2 separate regions of the Gasterosteus aculeatus genome follow, and region 2 is linked to region 1. Evidence: chromatin contacts called from public Hi-C data. All regions are on one chromosome and are shown on one strand. The core of a region is the stretch at or near the end of the contact, and the rest is flanking DNA. Distances in the headings are between cores, read along the strand shown.

What was found. Hi-C and Micro-C count contacts between places; a contact is called where the count stands out from the background.
Region 2: a contact with region 1 is called in a Hi-C map of tail fin, with 2.6 times the contacts expected there. The contact joins the enhancer-like site here to the promoter of smad7 in region 1. A contact is called at or near these places in 3 of 6 Hi-C or Micro-C datasets (skeletal muscle and tail fin).

What each region holds. Positions count from the first base shown.
Region 1 is chr14:5,405,511-5,409,625 of fGasAcu3.hap1.1, forward strand. It overlaps smad7 (SMAD family member 7), which reads left to right and starts at 1,814. Exons shown (of 4, transcript XM_040197999.2): 1 at 1,814-3,449. The coding sequence starts at 2,984.
Region 2 is chr14:5,456,302-5,460,416 of fGasAcu3.hap1.1, forward strand. ctif (CBP80/20-dependent translation initiation factor) reads right to left here. Exons shown (of 13, transcript XM_078088109.1): 11 at 3,004-3,159. Among protein-coding and RNA genes, the nearest start is that of LOC120831897, 4.2 kb to the right of the region's middle. Within about 2 kb of position 2,165, at least 4 of the 9 cell types and tissues checked have open chromatin away from gene starts, as enhancers often do.

The sequences.
Region 1 (4,115 bases), core at 564-3,063:
CACACACACACACACACACACACACACACACACACACACACACAATCAAAGGGAAGGGCATGGAGAGAGAGAGAGACAGAGACAGGGGAGTGAGAGGAGGGGGGGGGGGGAGGCAGTGTGCGTCTGCAGCCACTTCCACGACCCCTCTGACAGACCTCCTCCCCCTGACTGATTGCTTCCAGACCTTGAGAAGCGGCGCAGTCCTCTGACCCGTTCGGGCTCTTTGCTTTGCGCTCTCGCGGCGCCAGTGGGGGATGGGGAGGTGCGGGGGTCCCGGGACAATGCGGGGATGAGCTGTTGACTCCCCCCTATCCACGTACACGTACGTATGCGCACCCCCGACCCCAGCACCATTATCAGCCCCCCCCCCCCCCCCCCCCCCCCCCCTTTCTGCCCTGCGGCCACACTGGCTCACTGACACATTTACATACTGCGCCTCCTGCGCAGGACTGCTGTCTGTCAGAAACCCAATTAGGCTCCGGAGGGGACACACACGCACACGCATTGAGAAAACGCATTCATGCTAAAGGAGCTCAGTGTGATGATGGGGGGCTCTGGAAGTTTACGTGGTCCTCTGCAGCCGCACACGTTGCTTGAAATGTCACGTGTTTATACGGTTAAGGTTCCCAAAATGCAACATTCAATCAATCGGTTCTATGTGACCACATTGTATCCAACAAGGGCCCTTTCGTTATAGCGAAAGGGTGTAACTATTTTGTTCAAGCTGGCTATTAAAGCCTATTTGTCTCTCACACTTCACACAATACCACAAAGTGATCAAAATCCATCCAGCGCGCGAGCCTTAATGAATACGCGTTACAGCTGATCGACCCTATAAAGTGGGCAGAACCCACACGGGCCGTAGAGGGAAATTGATCATCAGCCCATCGACTGTATATAATTGCTGTGGTGTTGTGTTGATGGCTCAGACGGAGCAACACAAAGGACACCTGGGATTGTCCCACCCGAAAGACAAAACGTCCAGAGGGCGGCAGCAGCGCGCTCCCATCCGTGTTTCGGACGTGTTGGCTGGTGTCCGAGCTGCCCCGAGTACAGACTTGCAGGCACAAACACGCACTCGGCTCTTCCCTGGATTCCTTTGTTTGTTTGTTTGTTTGTTTGTCGGAGACATCACCTCGATTTACAAAAACCCAAATCCGAGCAAGGTCTGACCACAACATGACTGAGCTGCAGAGCTCACTGGTGGCGCAACGCTGCCTGCGAAGCCAAGACGAGGGGGTAAATCCCACAGTAATTCCAGGAAAACTATATCGATCGATTCACTTTACAATAACTAAATGTTGTATCATGAAATTACGGGGACTGCTGTCTTGTTTGAACTCCACTGTGTTCCATTTCCATTAATAGCTACATATTTTTTTTAGCGTACATGCTTTAGTTAATAAGCATGAATATCACGAAACACTAATTAAACGCCTCAAACAACAGAGATCCGACATCAACAGCCCCGAAATGACCAAAAACGGCCACTTTGTTCCTTTTGCCGAACCCCCCGTGTCATCAAAGCTCGTTAGACAGAGTTGGGTCCATTTGCACATCTTTAATAAGGAATAAAGGGTCTCTTCACTAGATGCATATTTCTCAATTTTAACAGACTTGTAATTCAGAGTTTATCTTTGGCCTATAACCGCTTCAGTTTCCCAACTTCGTCCTCGCGCCCGCAACGTTAAACTCTTTCAACTTTTTTTTCTGGGAAAAAAAAAATTCGTAACTTTCCTTCTCCTTCGAGTGTGTGAGCGTGTTTGCGCGCCTCCGTGCGTGCGTGCGTGTGCGTGCATGTGTGTGTGTCTGTGTACGCGCGCGCGCCTGCATGCGCGCTGTGGGCTCTACTTGATCTGTTGTTTGCGCAACACAATCACATTTCTTTTAAGCGACAGGGTGTCTAGACACACACGTGACCGGGCGCGTCAATGCGCACTGGAGACGGAGCAAGGGCACCCGAGCCATCCGCCTCATTTGCAGACAGAGAGCCCTGCGACCCCGACGGCACTCGGACACGGGAACTTCGTGTGAGATACGCGTTCGGATTATTTAATCTTAGAGGATTCGACTACTTTAAAAATAGGTCTCGAGGCTCGGCGCGCGGACGCAACCGGAGGAGGGGGGGTTTCTCGCTCTCTCTCTCTCTCTTTTTCTCGCTCGCTCTCTCGCGCTTTTTAGACGCAACTCAACTCGTGTGTGAGAATCAGCCCCGGATTTGCTCGCCGGCTCTTTGGACGAATGGAAGGCTGACTGGTGCCAGAAGATCACATCCTCTGCAGACGTGTGGCATATTTAGAAGCGTACAGATTTAACAAATATATATATAATAATTATAAGGCCTCGTCCTGCTGGAGAGCCCCACTCCGCGCAGTCGGATCAAGGATTTTGTGGATTAATGCTCTTGGAAGACGCGACGGAGAGCCTCGTTTTTCTTTTTTCTTTTTTTCTTCATGGGATAATTGTGTGGTAGCGTTGCGGCTTAATTAGGCCCGGATCTGTGTGATTTTCACCACAGCTCATTTAGCAAAGATTGAACGATATTTGACACTTATATGTGCTGAGAATCGGAACTTGTTTTAAAAGGGAGAGGTGGTGGTGGTGGGGGGCGGCGCGCGCGCGAGGGGGGTCCGCTCACAGCGCATCGCCACGGGAATAATTTGTATACAGGTTCCGGCTTCATGCTGCTATAGATTACATTTTTTTATAGGCTGGTCTTAACCACCGGGATATGATGGTTATCTATCCCCTGAGAAAAAGCTGACTGTCCCGGGAACCCCGGCTGCTTTTTGGTGATCAAGTCTGCAGGAAGAGGCAACAGAGACTGGCGCATGCTACAGACTTCCTCTGCTTATCCAGCTCCCGGTTCTTCCACCGTCTTTCCTCAGGCTGCTTGTCATTGCCTGGACTCGGATCCCGGAATCTTCATGATTTGCGGACACCATGCTCGTTTTTTAGCCGGGGAACCCTCTTTTCGTCCCGCATGTTTAGGACCAAACGATCGGGGCTCGTCCGGCGACTCTGGAGGAGCCGCGCGCCCGTGGAGGGCGACGGGGAGACGGATAGAGGGACGCATGGCACCGGAGGCTGCTGCATGGGCAAAGCGACAAAGGTGGCCAAGTCCAACGCCGGGTCGGAGGCTGAATTGAAGTCGTTGACCCACTCCGTACTGAAGAAGATCAAAGAGAAACAATTAGAGCTGCTTCTGCAGGCGGTGGAGTCCAAGGGGGGTGCCCGAAGCCCTTGCTTGCTCCTGCCGGGCAAGGCAGACGCCAAAGTGGGTCAACAGTCTTACTCCCTCCCCATGCTGCTCTACAAAGTGTTCCGGTGGCCGGACCTCAGGCATTCCTCGGAGCTCAAGAGGCTGTCTTGCTGTGAATCCTACGGGAAAATCAACCCGGAGCTCGTTTGCTGCAACCCGCACCACATGAGCAGACTTTGTGAACTCGGTGAGCTGAATCATTTCAATAAGCCGGAAAAAGTTTCTGTTGGGGGGGGGGAAGAAAATAAGAGTTTATTCGAGTATACGTGCAGTCCAACGTGTCATTGTGTTAAAGAATGACCTGACTCCTATTTAGCTCAATTGAAATGACATCATTGTTATCTTGAGGTTCCATAAACTCAAAAAATGACCGTCTTTATGTATAATTTTATTCCCATCACAAATGACATCGGCTTGTGATTATGACGCGTCGGTTGTTTTTAACATCAAGCGCGTCGCGTTATTAATCGGGCTGCATCCCGTCTTAAACATGTTTTTGTTGTGCACTTACGAGCTGTTTATTATCACCCATCGCATATTTTTTCCCCCCCAAACATTTGTCAAAATCCCCCACTTTTTAATAAACAAACAACCCATCTGCCATTTCAACCTTTCCAAAGTGCACAGAAGACTCATCCCGGGCTTTGCAGTTTCCTGTGTGCGTGTGTGTGCGTGTGTGTGTGTGTGTGTGTGTGTGGGCTGGCTGGCTGGCTTGCTTGGCGTCCCAAGCCAAAAGAGGCCCGTATCTCAGTTTGTCCTAGACGCTGATAGTGGCCCTCCTGGCGCCAGGCGGCCCCCTGTTTATCTGCCTGCCAATGAAAGGCAATAGCCGGCCGGCCTCAGCGCCTGCCTC
Region 2 (4,115 bases), core at 915-3,414, 51 kb after region 1:
TATATGATAATTTGAGTGCCCTGCTGCTTGCCCTTTTCTCCATCTGATTTTCCACGACTGTTGTGCAGGCTGTGCAGGACTGTACCTCCTTTTGAAAAAGATACAGTATTTTAATGAGACTCTGTTTTGCATTGTAAATGTGCAGTGCAGTACAGGCTGTGCCGTACACACATTTACGCAGTTGTCTGGGTACATTTTATTAAAAACTGTAAACCTTTGATTTGCCTGCGTTATTTAAACAGTTTAATGGCACCGCTGTTTGGCTCAATCGCTGCTCTACCGCAAAGTCTCTTAGCAACCAATACAACTACAGTAACATGCTAAAAGTGTAGCAAGCAAACATGTGACAACTTCAAATGTGATTTGTCAGTTTACGGTTAACATCAGAGGCGAGTAACCATGGGGAATAAGGCCAAAATCGATATTAACGTGTGCTTCAATGCACACGTGTGTAAGATTATCTTACATCAATGTGGAATTTATGTATTATTTATTTTGGCTTGTAAATCATGAATGGATGAGATCACCGCCCGCCGGCTTGCTTCTTTCACGTACAGCTGTCATGTATCCTCAGACACACGTCTCAGCACACCTCAGTTGTTACATAACCCTGTTCTGCCGCCGGCCGAACACACACACACACGCACGCACACACACACACACACACACACACACACACGCGCACTCAGGCTGTGAGGTACAAGATCTCACGTACGGTATGACTTTCTCACGTACCGTTCTTACCGATGTTACGCCAGAACAACTGACGATGCTCTTTGGCGGGCGGCAGAATTTAAAAACACCACATGACACATAAACAATTTGTAACACCAATAAAAAATAAAAATTAACTCTGTTGCTACATGAAAACACGCAGTACAGTTTCGGGAGGAACAATAGGCGGCCAGAGAGATGCAGCCCGAGAGAGGAGCTGTGTCCGTTTGGAGGGTTTTGGGTTTTGGAAAATTACGTTGGATCAGAAAACGATTCATTGCAAAGTCTGTCGAGCCTCTGGTGGCAACAATAGCAGCCACATCGAACTAGCTAACGCGCCGGCCCGTTGCTAGCGAGTTGGCCAGCGAGCGCGAACAACGGCCCTTTTCGGGGTCAATGAATGAATGTGTTTACTTGAAAAAGCAATACAGTGATATCAAAATCTTTCTAAATAACGTGATATGGATTTTTGGCCATACCACCCGGACCTTACTCAGGTACACACAGTCTCATGAAAACACACAGTCATATGCAAACGCACGCACGCACGCACGCACGCACGCACGCACGCACGCACGCACGCACGCACGCACGCACGCACGCACGCACGCACGCACACACACACACACACACACACACACACACACACACACACACACACACACACACACACACACACACACACACACACACACACACACACACACACACACACACACACACACACACACACACACACACACACACACACACACACACACACACACACACACACACACACACACAAACAGACTACAGCTGGAATCCAACAACTACATGTTACAACACGATGGGGCAAAACAGCAAATGGATAAAAATCTGAAACTATGGCAACCACAAGTCCACTAAATCACATATTACTATACAAACATGTTGAAAGTGTGCCAAGAAAACATCAGGCCAAATGTGACACTGCCGACGATGAAAACGAGGAGTGTTACGAGCCGTGGGTCAGGACGCCAAGTCCTCTTAACAAGCGGCGATAACGCTCCAGCACGCGCTCAGACAGGGTGTGGATGGCAGTTCGTGTTGATTGTTGGGTGTGTGTGTGTGTGAGAGTGCGAGACGGGCAGAGGTGTGGACGTGGGTGGTGAACCTGGCACGTTCCTCAAACCGGCCATTGGCCTCTTCTCAACCCCTCGACAATAGACATGGAGACGGCCCGCTAGATTCTGCCGTCCCTCGTCTCCGTTCTGCTTTTGCGCGCCGTGCCATTACTAAACTGTAACTGTCAACCTGACCGCAGACTCCTTTGCTTCCTCTCACCTCTTCCCTTCTCCCCCCCCCTCCGCTCGCTCGCTTCCCCTTTCAATAATCCGGCTTTCGTCAACCACTTCTGTATCGCGGCGCGTCTGCCGCGGCTGCCCTGTTTGGTCGCCATAGAGACCGAGGCCGTGTGTGCAAGACAGCAGGATCAGCTGATGAGAAGTGAACCCTGGGGTCATGCATGTTCCTGGAACTGACGGTGTCCCGTGCACCGCAAACAAAACCACGCTGCGGCGAATCGAGTCTAGACGACGTCCGGCACAAAAGGGGAAACTCGGTGCGCATTTCCACCCGGGCAGACCAGATGTACAGTCCCACCTCCACGCTTTCATTTTAGCTGGCATATTGATTGGTGAAAAAAGACAAAGGTATATCTGGATACAAGGGCTGTCAATGAATATTCTATATTCACAAGTTGTTAAAAACAACTATTCGAATGTGAAAATGAATATTCTAATGTAAAAAAAACAACACAACAGCGGCAGCGGCGCGGCTGTCTGCTTTGCAGGCGGGCGCGCGCCTGACTACGGACTGTATATTGCATGAATAAAATAAGACTAGATCGGCTACAACAGCTTCATGCAGTGGTTTGATTATTTGCCGTTTCATGCCAATGAAAAGTTCAGTGTTTACAGCACAGCTCGATCACAGCGTTCACTGTCGGGACTGTAAAACTTTCAGTTTCAACCACTGAATGAAGCCTGATGTATGAGGGACAAGAATCGCGAGAGGGAGAGAGAGAGAGAGAGTGTGTGTGTGAGCGAGAGATCTGCGGCCGTGGCCATTAGTTAATTTACTTACATTTTGTGTAGGTAATATGCTGTTAAATATGTTTAAACTTAAATAAATTACCTATACAAGTGATTATGTCTCGTTGTAATAATGTTTCCTGTTATTGTCTAATGCGCAACCAGATATTCAAATATATGTGTTTTTTTAAAGCGAATATTCAAACGTCATTTGACAGCCCTCCTGGATACAGACCTCTCGCAGGCAGGTGTAGATTGGACACACCAGCACCCTGAAGGGGTCCGCTGAGCTGCTCCTCATGGTGCCAAACACCTCGCACAAGAAGGTGATGAAACCCAGCCACCGCTCCACATCCGACTGCTGGAGCTCCTCCCGACAGGCAAAGTCCCTCTGCGAGGAGGCGGAGTGGAGGGAGAAAGAAATAATACATTAAAAGAACAAATTGGCTGTAGAAAATATAATTGAAAAACTGCAGTCCAACCATCTTTTGTTAAATGTGCGATACGAATTCACAGTAGGCGGCAGGTCGGTGTACATGTAAGTGTTCCGCAAATTCATCAGCGGGGTTGGTAATCACCACTAACATCTCCGCTATCTCCCCGGCGGGAGCTTCTGTAGGTGGCGCGCGTATTAACCTCCCAGCTTAAAGCACTTGAAGCCAAAAAGCAGTTGAAAAGCACATTGGAACAAATTCATGAATTTCTTTCATCTGCCAGAAGTAGAAGAGAATATGCTAATTTCGTTTGAAAGCGAAGGGTAGCAAACGGTGTCAATGCGGTAAAAGTGTCGGGGTTAATACGGGTCAATGCGTTTAATGCGCACTTGTGGAGACGTTCCGTGGCAGGTTCAACTGAAACTTTAGTGGCAGTCGGGAGGAACTCGCTCTGGAAACATTAACGGCTTCATTTCCACCGACCTCCGCAGCTGCACCGACGGCCGGCTGGTACGCGGACGCAATGCGCGGCCTTGAACAGGCGACAGTGGTACGAAATAAATCCATCCACTGGAATACAAGTGCACCCGCCTCCCAGTGCCCACCGTGCTGGACACTTCCACAGCAGACACACGTCGAAGAGCGGACGAAAACACAGTAGTGAAGCGACGGAGAAGACAAGCTTATTAAAGAAGGGGGGGACGAGGAAAGGTGCCGATGGCGTTATGAAACAAACGCAAAGGCCACAGTTCTCCTCGCGTGGAAATGAATAGCGTCCGACCACGTTAAGAGACAGCAACAACAAACCGCCGTGCCGCTCGTTTTACACTCAGACTAATTGCCCCCACATTGAGATCTAGGAGTCTGGAAGCAACATCATTAATGACGGCCTTCATGAGCCCACTGGTGGCAT